Linked DNA regions of Mus musculus: regions 1 and 3 are each linked to region 2. The links are chromatin contacts, called in public HiChIP or PLAC-seq and promoter capture Hi-C maps. All regions are on one chromosome and are shown on one strand. The core of a region is the stretch at or near the end of the contact, and the rest is flanking DNA. Distances in the headings are between cores, read along the strand shown.

The links. HiChIP or PLAC-seq counts read pairs in DNA pulled down with a chosen protein or histone mark. Capture Hi-C pulls out chosen DNA fragments and counts their contacts.
Region 1: a promoter capture Hi-C map of liver shows a contact between it and region 2, with 2.5 times the contacts expected there. The contact joins the promoter of Vps53 here to the promoter of 4931413K12Rik in region 2. A contact is called at or near these places in 4 of 39 promoter capture datasets (hippocampal neurons, maxillary cranial neural crest, pre-B cells and 1 more) and 3 of 9 other capture datasets (adipose tissue, liver and pancreatic islet).
Region 3: a contact with region 2 is called in a FOXA1 HiChIP or PLAC-seq map of pancreatic cancer cells. The contact joins the promoter of Srr here to the promoter of 4931413K12Rik in region 2. A contact is called at or near these places in 3 of 39 promoter capture datasets (hippocampal neurons, liver and pre-B cells), 1 of 484 Hi-C or Micro-C datasets (embryonic stem cells) and 4 of 115 datasets of contacts at active chromatin or transcription factors (extraembryonic endoderm stem cells, forebrain, memory CD8 T cells and 1 more).

The regions. Positions count from the first base shown.
Region 1 is chr11:76,177,946-76,182,321 of GRCm38.p6, forward strand. Vps53 (VPS53 GARP complex subunit) reads right to left here and starts at 1,693. Exons shown (of 22, transcript NM_026664.4): 1 at 1,468-1,693. The coding sequence starts at 1,554. It also overlaps a transcript of Tlcd3a not described here.
Region 2 is chr11:75,592,457-75,597,016 of GRCm38.p6, forward strand. It overlaps 4931413K12Rik (RIKEN cDNA 4931413K12 gene), which reads right to left and starts at 2,344. Exons shown (of 2, transcript NR_166698.1): 1 at 2,078-2,344. The region is part of intron 2 of Pitpna (phosphatidylinositol transfer protein, alpha); the gene reads left to right.
Region 3 is chr11:74,922,614-74,927,568 of GRCm38.p6, forward strand. Srr (serine racemase) reads right to left here and starts at 3,335. Exons shown (of 9, transcript NM_013761.5): 1 at 3,006-3,335. Smg6 (Smg-6 homolog, nonsense mediated mRNA decay factor (C. elegans)) reads left to right here and starts at 3,241. Exons shown (of 19, transcript NM_001002764.2): 1 at 3,241-3,390. The coding sequence starts at 3,303.

The DNA of each region.
Region 1 (4,376 bases), core at 443-2,942, 580 kb after region 2:
AATAAATCTTTAAAAAAAAAAAAAAAAGAATATCCCTAAGAGTCTTCTCTTCCCAACAAGAAGTTTTTTGTTGACTAAAGTCTCCTGTCAACTATATTAAGATGTATGGTCATAATATTAGAAGTAACTGTGTAGGTTTTTGTAAGGTTTTGTTGATAGAGGGAGAAAGATCTTCCTTAAGGGAACTGACATGGGGTTATAGTGTAAGAAGAAGCACATTAGGAGCTATGGATATTGCTTTGTGGTAAGACACTTATCTCATGTGCCAAGGATTTGTTCAACCTCCAATACTAATAAAAAAGAAAGGAAAGAAAGAGTGTGTCTCATTTAATGGCTATTGGGAAGGTAGCCCAAGTAAAATAATTCTACTACTAATAATTAGCATATATGGACCATTAATACTTTATTTTTTTGTTTTTCAAGACAGGTTTCTCTGTGTATCCCTGGCTGTCCTGGAACTCACTTTGTAGACCAGAGGTTGGGGAGACGTGTGCATGTGTATGTGTGTTTTGTCCAGGAGTAGTTTTCTCCCTCTATTTTGAGGATCCTGGGGAAGAGACTCAGGTCAGCAGGCTTGGTGGCACAGTGCCTTTACCCACTGAACTATCTCACTAGCCCTCAGTCTTTTAGTTATGGTACAGATTTGTCTTAGTTTGCTTTACATTGCTGTGATAACACAGCATGACCAAAAACAACTTGTAAAGTAAATAATTTATTTGGATTACAGGTTATAGTATGTCGTCATCAGGTGAAGCCAAGCCAGGAAATGGAGCAGAAATCACGAAGGAATGTTACTTACTGGCTTGCTTTCCATGGCTTGCTCAGCTTGCTTTTCTATACAATCCAGAACCTGCTGCCCAGGGGTGGTACCTCCCACAGTGGGCTGGGCCATTCTACAGCATCAACCAAGAAAATGCCCCCACAGATTGCCCGTGGGCCAATCTGATGGAAGCAATTCTCAACTGAGGCTTCCTTTTCCCAGATGACTCCAGCGAGTGTCAAGTGCGCGCGCACGCGCACACCAGCACAAGGGTCATTTTCCAGTATGCCGCCCCACAACCCTATTCTGTCATTCGTTTCCGCAATGGAAGTATCCCACTGCCAATTCCAAACCACTCCAAGAGTTTAACCAGAGAAATGGAAGAAGCCGCACTAGCTGGAAAATGAATAGAGTCTTAAAATCAACCATAATCCGAATTCTCTAGTCACGGGGCTCCCTCTAGGTTTATCCTGTCAAAGAGGACAGCTCGGCCCAAACTCAGCAGGGCGTAACAACCTCGGAAACACAGAGCCTAGAGAAGACGTGTTCGGTCCCCAGGCTGAAAAACCCATCCCCACCTTTACCACCATCCAGACTTCCGCTCAGCATAAGAACCGCCACCTTTCCAGCCTAGCAGGGGAGATTCGACCCTGGCCTAGAGCTGCCCCTTCCACCGCAGCTTCCTCCCGAGGGGGTGGAGCGCTCACCTGCTCGATGGCGAGTTGCACCTCTGGCGTGAGCTGCAGCACAGCCTCCAGCTCCTCCACAAACTCCAGTTCCTCCTCCTCCATCATCCCGCCGCTCAGCCCCCGACGCCCTCTCCAATCCTGCTCGCGACCTGTCTGTCACCAGGACCCCAGAAGAGCAAGCCTCCAGGTACGGGGCTCGAGGGAGCCGCTACTTACTCGGCTAGCCTGGCACTTCCGGAGAACTGGGCACTTCCGGGAACCGGGGGACTCTGGGATAGCGGAGGACTGACTTCCGCAGGCATGGCTGTCAAGTCCCTGGAAAATCTCCAGACAACCCTTAACCTCAAGTTCCCTGTTCGCACGCGGCGGGTTCTTAAGATTGAAAGCCCTCTCTTCTTCGCCCAGGGCGCATCCCCCACCAGCGCCGTAGTGTCGCCCGGGCGCCCCAGAGAGCGGTAGCCACGGCAGTGTCCCAATGGATGGGCAATAAGCCCCGCTGGCCATGAAGCCAACGTGCAACCCGCTCGCTGGATCCCCTTGGTCTAGGGCAGTCTGTGTCCCCCTGCCATCGGGAGTGAAATGACCCCAGCTGGTAAGTGGCAGTGTTGCCAAAGACATTTGAGGTTTGGGAGAGCTTCTGCTCCTTAGATAAGGATCTACTGGGCAGAATTGTCTGAAGCCTCCTCGCTAGGGTGGGGAGTAAGGAGAAAAGCGACCCAACGCTGGGAAGTGTTTGGTTTTTGAGACCGAATGTCCGGGCTGTACATCCTTATTTACACCCTTGATAACCTTATGATCTTGAACAAAGTATTCCCATCTGCCCTGCTTACACTACGTTAGATGGGGTGACATTAAATATGGAAGTATTATGCAAACTTAGGCAGGTAGTACAGGAAATGTTAGGGTGTTTAGCCGCGTACATTACAAAAAGAGGAGCCAGATAGCCCTGTGGAACCGCTTTTCCAGCAGGCACTGGAACAATGATGGAATTGCAGCCAAGGGAAGGGTTGCCTTACCAGTTCAACATTGTGAAAACCTCGACAGAGGAGTATCTGGCCCTGCTGAACTTTTTTTTTTTTTTCCGTACATATAGTTTTATAAAAATTGCTTCAGGAATAATATAATTTGCTTTTTTTTTTTTAGTTTTTAAAAAACATTATAGTTTTAGGAATGGAATTTTATTGTTGTTTTAGTTTGCCCCCCAAAAATGTGTGAGTAGTATAAGTTTTAGCAACAGCAACAAAAGAATGCTTTAAAATATAATTGCAGGAGGACTGTGAGAGACATCAAGATGGCTCAGCCAGTAGAGCATTTGCCCTCAAGCCTGATGCTTGAATTCATCCATCGAACCCACATGTTGATAAGAGAGTTCTAACTTCCACAAGTTACCCTCTAACCTCCACACATATATTATTGACTCATAAAAGTATTATTTTGACAATTATTTAATGACATAGCGATATATGCACAGTGTATTTCAGAAAGCAGAATATTTATTTCTGAGAGCAAAATTGGCTGGGTGTGATGGTACAAGCCTATAATCCCAACACTTGGAAGGTGAAGAGTAGGTGGATAAGGAAAATGTACTGTCTCAACCAAAAGCAAATGACAGGGAAATATATTTTTTCTTTATTTTCCCACACATCTACAATCAACATATGGTACTTTTTTTTGTGTTTGTTTGTTTGTTTGTTTGTTTTTCAAGACAGGGTTTCTCTGTGTAGCCTTGGCTGTCCTGGAACTCACTCTGTAGACCAGGCTGGCCTCGAACTCAGAAATCTGCCTGCCTCTGCCTCCCAAGTGCTGGGACTAAAGGCATGCGCCACCACTGCCCAGCTTTTTTTTTTTTTTTTCTCCATATGGTACTTTTATTATCAGAAACCATAGGTGCTGTCTGGATGTGGTGGCACATGCCTATAAATACCAGGATTCTGGGACCTGAAGCAGAAAGATGGAGAGTTTGAGGCTAGCTGGACTATGTAATGAAATTCTGTCTTAAAAATCAAAAAACAAAGGCTGGCAAGATAGCTGAGCCATTAAAGATGCTTGTTGTTCTTCCAGAGGATCCAGGACTTAAGTTCAGTTTCCAGCACCTTCATTGAGCAGCTGGCCACCGTGGAACTCCAGCTCCAAGGCATCAGACATCCCCTCCAGGAACACCCACACACAAGATGCACATATACATAATTTAAAAATAAAGGGGACAGAGAGATGGCTCAGCAGTTAAGAGCACTGGCTGATCTCCCGGACGACCTGGATTCAATTCCCAGCACCCACATGGTGGCTTACATCAGTCTGTAACTCCAGTTCCAAGGGAGCCAGCACCCTTTTATAGCTTCCTTGGACACCAGGCATGCACACGGTCTACACATATACATACAGGCAAAACACCCATACACGAAGAATTAAGAGATAAAAATAAGGTAAAGCTGAAAGGTGAAAGCGGGGTAGAGTGAGAGGAGAGAGAGAGAGAGAGAGAGAGAGAGAGAGAGAGGAAAGCATGTGTATCATTCTTGAAGGAACAGGAATGTGCAGTTTTATCGTGCCTTATTTTTCTATTTTAAATTAGATAGAATTTGCATGCAGTGAGATTAGCCGTTTCCGGTTTCCAGTGCTGTACATGAGCTTTGATAAATGCATGTTGTCATCGTGTCAGCACAGCACAGTCCGGCGGAGACACTTCCATCATCCCCTCCTTCACACCCACTCTATTGTCTGCAAATCACTGGCTGAGTTTTCCAGAATGTCATATAAATTCTCCAGGAATGGAGTCCTACAGCATGTCACCTTTTGACTCTTGTCTTCTCTCACTTAGCATCGTGGATCTGTGATTCATCTGTGTTATTATTTGTGCCATCAGTTTGTTTCTTGCTCCGTTGATTTGTCTATCTACTAGGTGATTTGGAAAACATCCGAGTTGTTTTAAA
Region 2 (4,560 bases), core at 1,094-3,593:
CCTGCTGGGGGACCCCTAAAGCAGCTCTTTACCTGCTGGGGGACCCTAAAGCAGCTCTTCACCTGATGCCCCTACCACCCCCCCCCCGACTGTTTGGGGGCGTGTTATTGATGAGCTGTGCATATGTGCATATGTGGGGTCTCCATGGCCAGGCTGGGGTTAGTGGTACTCTCTAGCTGTGAAGCAAACCAGCGAGGCCAGGAAGCTCTGAGTCCCCAGCCATGCTAGGTGGCTGCTGGAAAGAGCCCTCCTTTTACGGAGGACAGGGGCTGACAAACGGGCTTGGCTTGCCTTCCGTCCTTTTATGGTTCCTGGGTCTGACAGGCTAGCAAGTGGAGCTGGCAGCAGTGGTTGCCACAAGAAGGTTCATAGGCCGAGCTGACTCAGAGCTGTCTCTCCCTGTCCCACCCTTTTTCTGAACTTCCTCTATTTTCTCTTCCTGGCTAAGCTTATTCATGACCTTCCTCTGAATCCACAGCTCCACCCCAGCTTCCAGCAGAATGAAGGCCAGCCTGAACCCCCAGTTGTAACTCCATCTCTTTTTCTTGTAGAACCAGTGGCAATCCTGTGCTACACATGGGAACTGGCTCTCTGAGAAATGAAAACAATCCAGTAGAGCCCAGAACCTTTTCCACCCACCCCTCAGACAGGGTTTCTCTGTGTATCCATGGCTGGCCTCGAACTCAGAGATCTGCCTGCCTCTGCCTTCCAAGTACTGAGACTAAAAGCGTGCACCACCTCTGTCTGGTCCAGAGCATTTTTTAAACATTTTTTTTGTTTATGTTTGTATATTTTTCTTTTTGTGTGTATATATATGCTATATATATGGGGTACCTGCAGAGGCCAGAAGAAAGCCCAGGAGTTGGAGTCACAGGGAGTTGTGAGTTACCCAATGTTAAGGGCTTAGAATCAAACACAGGGTCAACCTCTAAAAGTCACCTAGGGCTCTTAACCACTGAAGCATCTCTCCAGCCTGTGGAAGCATTCTTTAGATGAGACAAGTCACCCCAAAGAGTGATGAGCATGCATTGGTCTCTGAGAGAATTGTCTGTATTGGGGTACTGTGTACTTGAAAGCTGTGGAGAAGCTGGGCGGTGGTAGCGCATGCCTTTAATCCCAGCACTTGGGAGGCAGAGGCAGGTGGATTTCTGAGTTCGAGGCCAGCCTGGTCTACAAAGTGAGTTCCAGGACAGCCAGGGAAACCCTACACAGAGAAACCCTGTCTCGAAAAACCAAAAAAAGAAAGAAAGAAAGGAAGGAAGGAAGGAAGGAAGGAAGGAAGAAAGAAAGAAAGGAACAAACGAACCTGTGGAGATCTGCGAGAGAGGGGGAGATGTGAGCTTGAACATGGTCTGATCTGGATACCAGTGGCAGAAGAATGATAAATCAAAGAGTTTGAGGCTAGCTTGGGCATACAGTAAGATACGTAATAAAATGCCTTATAACATTTTTGTGATATCTCATAATAAAATTAATTTAAAAAAGAGTAGCTCACACTTCTAATCCTGACACTTGGGAGGCTGAGGCAGGATTATCAAAGCTGAGCTACAAAGTCAGTCTCAGGACAGCCTGGGCTGCAGAGGGATAGCCTGTTTCAAAAGAAAAGATAAAGAGCCGGGCGTGGTGGCGCACGCCTTTAATCCCAGCACTTGGGAGGCAGAGGCAGGCTGATTTCTGAGTTCTAGGCCAGCCTGGTCTACAGAGTTAGTTCCAGGACAGCCAAGGCTACACAGAGAAACCCTGTCTTAAAAAAAAGAAAAAGAGAAAAAAGAAAAAGAAAAGAAAAGATAAAGAGCGGGGCGTGGTGGTGCTTCCCTTTACTCCCGGCACAGGGGTCTACACAAAGAAAAACAAACAGAAAAGAAAGAAGGGGAAAAAAAGATGTCCCTCAGGGATGTGGGATTGTCTTCGTGTAGGACTTCAGGTACGGTGGATCAGATGGAGTCTCTTGGTGGGCCAAAGGCTGAGAACTGTGAGAGTGCTGCAGAATGGGGGGCCCAGGATTGTCTGGGGGTATCCCTGTGCTGTCCTGGCTTCATGGTGGGTGCCACGGTTGGAAGAAAAGGGAAATGCCCACCTTGAGGACGCCCACAGCTGGCAGTTTAGCTTGTGGTGGCTCTGCAGCATGGCGGAAGTGGTGAGAGAGGGCAGGGTAGTCGGGGCCTGGGCCCAGCAGGAGGAGCCTGGGAAGTGTCGCTGGTCCAGATTCAGCTGTCTGTGACCTTCCTCAGCCTGGTCTCACTCGGCAAGACAGCACTGACAGGAAGGCAGCAGGGCTGCTGTGGGGAAGTCGCTCCATCGGTAGCTTGAACCTTAGTTCCGGATAGTCAGAAAATTCTAGAATGGGGGATTGAAGAGTAAAGAAGTAAGGAACAGCCCCCTCCTAGAGTCTCTGTCAATGACCCCTTTGTGACTCTTCAGTGGTTCCCATGAGAACAGTCCAGTGTCGTGTGACTGGCAGATTCATGTCCTATATCGGAGACCAGGACTTGAACCCTTGGAGCTTCTGATTTGGGGAGAAGAAAGGAAAGGAGAAGGCCCTAGATTTATAATCATCTTGATGCCTGAATCAATATTTGGGGGCAGAATTAGTTTGTTTGGCCAGAGTCTTTAGCCCTGGCTGTTTGACATGGGTGTGTCCACCAGTGTTCCTGGCCCACCTCCTGTGGACAGGGCAGGCTCAGGGCATCCTTCGTCTAATGCAACCTGACCTGACAGGGCTGTATGGGTGGGTCAACAGAGTACTGTTTTTCTTTCTTACTTTTGAGACAGAGTCTTACTATATATCCTTGGCTAGCCTGATACTCAGTATGTGGCGTGCAGTGGCCTTAAACTAATTCATGGTGGGCCTCTTGGCTTAGCCTCCTGTGTGCTGGGACTACAGCCACCTGGGTGGGTCACTTGTGCCAAACTGTATTGCTTTTTCTTCATGTATGTCATTCAGTGTTTCTGCTGCACATTTCATCTCCCTGGATTCCTACTCGATTGATTATCCAAGTGGTAGAGTCTCTTCTTTGTTTTACTGAGTGACATAGGCTATGGGACAAGGGGACAGCTCTCAAGGGCAAGGTGACATTGTTCTCAACCTAGGGAGGCTGGATCCAGGTCTCCCTGGGGCCCCTTATCTGATTTTGTGGTCTAACCCCCACCTTTACTGCCACCCAGTCTTGAATCTGGCAACCTTCCCAGGATGTAGAATGGTTGGTTGTTCCAAAGGGAACCTTCTGACGTGGTGTCCCTCACTTGGACTTTGTACAGATCTGTCTTCTTTACCTCTTTGGATTAACAAAACTGCCTTGCTTGTCTGATTGGGATTAAGGGATCAGAATATCAAGAGAGATTAAAGGGGAAGAGGCTAGCACACAGACTGATCCTCTTAGAGCCTGCCCTCTGATCTGCCCCTGAAGGGAATCCCTGAGGACCGTGGTCTTTGCTGGCCCCAGGGCCCCTCTCCAAGGAGCACTCCTAGCACGGCAGCTAATCCTGCCCACAGGCCCTCTCCCCAGCGTGCCCTTTAGGATTTGCTGAGTCAGTTGTTCAATGTCCTTATGACTCTTTTCCAAAGCAGAGGTCCTGCTGCTTCATGTGGAGGAAGCCCTGGCTCAGCCAAACCCTGACCCATTTGATATGGGTTTCAAGTGTGCCTTAGCAGGTGTTGAACTGGAAGGGCACAAGGGGCAGTGTGGCCACCCGTGAGGCACCAAAGCGGCAAGGGTATTGCTCGGGATTAGCAAGATCGAGGTAACTTGTCTTAGCCTCTCAAATGTTTCTCTTTGACAGGATTAACTGAGCCTTGATCACTTACCTTTCCTTGGCATTCTGTGCTGGGCTTTTGCTTTGGAAACTTGGTGAGCTGTACTAGTCCACTGCTCTACCCTGTAGATGTCTCCCAGAAGTTTTCTTGCAGTGCTTAGGGGCTGAGGTGGAGAAGGCGTCCAGGTGTGACAGCAGACCCAGAGCTCTGCATCCTGTTCTTAGAGCTGACAGCGCTGTGCCTTGGAGCTGATGCCAGAGCTACTTGATTTTAGATCTGAGAGAGAGAACACCCCTCGTCTCACCCCTGGGGTGTCAGGAGTTTCAGGGAGGATGTAGAAGGCAAGGGAAGCTTTATGTCCACCTCAGCTGGTTGGGTAATCGAGTTCTCGTCTAGTTTATCCTCGGCCTTCTTGGCCCTGGCTACTATGGGGAAGATGCATTTTGGAATAGATGTAATTTCCTGCTCTGCCACTGTTCGTTTTTCTCTGCACTGTTCATTTTCTTGCCTTCTGTGTGGTTTTTGAAACATGAACCCTGACTGTCCTAGAATTTGTTATGTTGACCAGACTGGCCTTGAACTCCCAGAGATCCATCTGCTCTGCCTCCTGAGTGCTGAGATTACAGGCCACCACACTCAGAGCCTTTGGCATGCGTTTCTTTCCCAGTTCATTTCTCTTGGAAATGGGGGTGGGATCAGAGCTAGGCCTGGACACTGTCTTTAAGTCATCGGTTCTACACCAAGCTGTCCTGAGAGGGTCAGAGGAGGCCAGTGACTTGATAGGGTGACATGTGACCCAAATAAAG
Region 3 (4,955 bases), core at 2,085-4,584, 670 kb before region 2:
AGAGCAAGCACAGCACGCTCTGGGAGAGAACAGGAATTCAGTTCCCACATCAGGTGGCTCATAACTGCCTCGAACTCTAGCTCCAGGGGGAATTCAATGCCTTTTGGTTTCCACAGGCACCTGCACTCATGTGTATGTATGCATACACAGACTCATACATATAATTAAAAATGAGACAAGTTATTAAAAAATGACAGACTGGGAAATAAACAAAGGAATAAATAAATAAAAGTTGGGGCTAGAGACACAACTCATTCAATAGGGTGCTTGTCCAGCATATTCAATCTTTGCATTCAATCCCCAGCAAAAACTTCAACCTGGCACATCAGGATAGATCCACATCTGTAATGCCATCATTTAGGAGATGGAGGCAAGAGCATTACAAGTTCAAAGTTATCCTTGGTTACATAATGACTTCAAAACCAGTCTGGATACAACAGACTTTTAAGCTCAACAAAAGAAAACAAAATGAAACCAGGTCTTCAACTGGATATGTAACCAAGGATACCCTTGAATTTCTAATTCTTCCCCTTGTACTTTGCAAGGGCTGGGATTACAGGCTTCTGCCACCATAACGACCCAGTGTATGTGGTGCTGGGGACCCTTTTTTTTTTTTTTTTTTTTTTTTGGAGAAAGGGTCTCATGCAATCCAGATTGGCTTGGAACATAGCCAAGGATGACCTTAACCTCTCAATTCTTGATTTTCTTGCTTCATTTCCCAAGTGTTGCCTGCACTCCTTGTATGTACAGCAAGGCTAACTGGGAACTCTTGTATCTTCTTGCCTTAGCATCCAGAGTCATGGGGTTAGGGATGTTTGATACCATACCCAGCTTCAAGTTAGGGTTTAAAAAAAAAAATCCGGGGGCTGGAGAGATGGCTTAGCGGGTAAGAGCACTGATTGCTCTTCCCAAGGTCCTGAGTTCAAATCCCAGCAACCACATGGTGGCTCACAACCATCCACAATGAGATCTGACGCCCTCTTCTGGTGTGTCTGAAGACAGATACAGTGTACTTATGTATAATAATAAATAAATCTTTAAAAAAATGTAAAAAATCCTATTGTTGGGCTGGAGAGATGGCTCAGCAGTTAAGAGCACTGACTGCTCTTCCAGAGGTCCTGAGTTCAATTCCCAGCAATCACAAGGTGGCTCACAACCATCTGTAATGGGATCTGATGCCCTCTTCTTGTGTGTCTGAAGACAGCAACAGTGTACTATACATTAATGTACAGTGTATATACATTAAATGAACAAATAAATTTTAAAAAACCCTGTTGTTAGTGTTTTTTAGACAGGTGTTACTATATAGCTCTAGTTGGCCTGGAACTCACTATGTAGACCAAACTGTCCTCTTGCCTGTGTATTTTTGGTGCTGGGCATGTGCTACCATGTCTGGCTTATGTTTTGGAGATAGAGTCTACATGTTCTTTGGTTTAGCTTTAAACTCAATGGACTCAATGGTGGAACACAGCCTTAAAGTTTGATCTTCCTCCCAAGTGCTAGAGTTACAGCATGTGCTATCATGCCAGGAGCACAAAGCAGGTTTTTTTTGTTTTGTTTTGTTTTTAAAGATTTATTTATTTACTGTATGTGGGTACACTGTAGCTGTAGGTTCTGAGCCTTCATGTGGTTGCTGGGAATTTTAGGACCTTTGGATCAACTCTGCTTGCTCTGGTAGGACCAGCTCTCTCTAGTCAACTCCTCTCACTCCAGACGCACCAGAAGAGGGCGCCAGATCTCATTACAGATGGTTGTGAGCCACGTGGTTTCTGGAATTTGAACTCAGGACCTTTGGTCCTGAGCAGGTCAGTGCTCTTACCCGCTGAGTCATCTTGCCAGCCCCAGCAAAGCAGTTTTTATATTTCCTATTCCTCTCAAATCTTTTGACAAAAACTGCCATTTGTTCTGGCCACTCTAATTAATTATACCCATTCATTTGAGCTGTTGACTATTTCTCAGTCATTGTCTTTCTCTCTCTCTCTCTCTCTCTTTTTTGGTTTTTCGAGACAGGGTTTTTCTGTATAGCCCTGGCTGTCCTGGAACTCACTTTGTAGACCAGGATGGCCTCGAACTCAGAAATCCGCCTGCCTCTGCCGGCCCCTCCTCCCCCAGTGCGGGATTAAAGGCGTGCGCCCGGCATTTTTCTCTTTTGATGGTGAAATATCTGTCACATAACAGGAACTGTATGAGTACTATCAAATATTTTATACTATGATCAAGGCATAACTGGTTATTACTTTTTGAGGTCTAAAGGGTCAATGACTGTGTGAGACAGGGAAGAAGGAAAGACTGGAGAAAGGCAGTCTTTGGATAGGAAGTTTCTCCACCCCACCGTTTCTAATAGGAGTTAATGGTCAATGAGCTTAAAGTACCCATCTTCTAGTCTAATTAACTTTTTGCTTCCTTTTTGGGGGACAAGGTCTTCTAATATGTTGCCTTGATTAGCCTCAAATGTGCTATGTTGCCCAGGCTTGAACTTGCAATGCTCCCACCACAGCCTTTGAAGTACCGTGAATATAAGAATGAGCTATTTTTACCAGCATCAGTAAAAATTTAAAGATGTAAAGATGGGAGAATTGACTTGAGTACTAAAAAAGTAATTTTAAAAAATTCTCAATGCTAACAGTAATTCCCAGATCGAATAATTTCCTTCTTTTTTTACCTCCACACAACGACCTCCAGCAAGTCTTAGGGATGAACTGTCATAGACTTTAGTACTCTGGTACAATCAAACGATACACGGAGCAATTTACTTCTTCCACTCTCTGAGATTCCGTTTACCAGTAATGGGGATAATAATAAAAGATATTTAAACTCCACAATCCAGGCCTACGGTAAGGAGACTTCGGCCTAAAATGATCGGAGGAGGCCGGGTTGTAGGATGTCTCCGTCAATCCGAGCCCCAGATCAAAAGCAGTGTCCTCGGTGGTCACCGCAGCAATACTGGCATCCCTAGACCCGAATGCCCACCTGACATGGGCGAGTCACACCTGGCTGCGCCTCACCTCGCCTCCAGAGCGCTGCGCCTCCACCTCCGAGCCTCGGCGGACCGTCCTAGCTTTACACCTCTGCGCACGCGCACACGCCGTCTCCGCGGCCGATTCGCCCGCTCCGGCAAGGCCCTAGTTGAACGTGCTGAATGCTTTTGCTCCCAGTGCGGCCACCGTCGTTTGGGGAGGGCAGGCAGGAGGGGGGCGGGGAAAAGGGTGGGAGTGGGTGAGCGCGCGCCGCCCGTCCGTCGTGGTTTCCTGGCTGCGCGCGGCGGTGGCCGAGTCGCCGCAGCTGTAGCAGCCGCCGCGAAGATGGCGGAGGGGTTGGAGCGTGTGCGGATCTCCGCATCGGAACTGCGAGGGATCCTGGCCACTCTGGCTCCGCAGGCCGGGAGCAGAGGTGAGTTGCGCCGCCCAGCTGCTGGGCCGGGCCTGCCCGCCCCGCCTCCCTCTCCTCTGCCTCCTCCCCGCCCCGTCCGCGGCGCTCCGAACCCCCGCCCCTTCCCCAACAGTGCGCCCGGGCCTGCGGCGGCCCCTGGGAGACAGCGAGGCTGTCGCTCCGCTCCCTCGGGCCCTCGGGGCAGAGCCCAAGCGCGAGTTTCAGCCTCCGCCCTCTTGCTCGGCGCGGCGCCGTGGTTGTTCTCCGGTGCCCTAACCCTCTCACGCCAGCGCCTGAGTTCCAGTCCGGAGGAGACACGAACTGGCTTGGGTGCTAGGGTCCGGTAGAGGCCCCGAGACGTATTGTTCCCAAAAGAATAGTCTGTGTATGTGTACCTTTCCGTAGTCCTCCGTTCCGCGTCGGAGAGGAGGAGCTGGGGAAATTGAGGAGAAAGGCTTAACAGGCTAGGACTTCCTTTGCTGAACTTACCCCCCCCCCCCACCCCCCAAGGCTGGTTTCTAGTGCTAGGCCACTGGAGGGATCCAGGACCTCAGAGAGCTGACTCGGTTTTGTTTTGGTCTTGGCGTGTGTGGGAGCAGTTGTGATCAGAGAGAATGCTTAATTTGCCAGTCTCCATTCGCATCAGAAAAGCGCGAGAAATATTTTGGTGTCTGGTCTCCTTCATTAGCCAGTGTTGCTTAGGATGACAGTTACAGAAGATACCTTCTCTAGGATTGTGGCTAGAATTTGTGAGGTTGGTTTTTATTGGCCAACTGAATTGGATTAACCAGGCTGTTTTCTCTCTCTCCTCTGGAAAATAGTAGTCACCACCTCTCCTGGCTCCGCCCCAAAACTAAGTTTAAAAGTTTACTCAGGGTGCTGAGGTTAAACGGCTTTATCTTGGTTCACATTTGGTGGAGAAGCTAAACTTTTGCCAAGGCAGCAGTATCTTTTATTTTGTGTTTGTTTTTCTTTTGAGACAAAGTCTCACCTTGTAGCCAATACTGGCCTTGAATTTACTGTGTAACCCAACCTGGCCTTGAGTTTGGATACTTTTCCTGACTGAAGCCTTCAGAGTGCTGGAATTATATGCATATGCCACCATACCCAACTTTCAAGTCAGAAACCTAAAATTTTAGTTTCGCCCCCACCCCATCCCCCAAACAAAAGTGGGTATAGATGCAGGTGTATAAATACTTGGCTACCAGCTTGTTTGCATTTGTATATACATTATAATTCTGTACTAGGATTTTATATAACTTGAGTACTGGATAATATTCTCACTAGTTCCTGTCACTTATGAACTGTTTAGTAGGTATTTTTAGTAGTCTCTCCACTGTAAGCAACAGATACTTACAAAAAAAAAGCTGTTTGCTACTCAGTGGAGCTTGGAGAGTGGTTTATAAAGTCCTCTCCTCCTCCTCCTCTTCCTCTTTTCCTTTGTTGAGACAGAGTCTCATATAGTCCAAGTAAGCTTCAAACTCTGTGGCCTTGAACTCTTGATCTTGCTGTCACTCCCCAAGTGCTGGGATTTGGAGGCATGGATTTGGCTGGGCTCTACTGTTCTTGAGTCCTTTGGTCCTTTG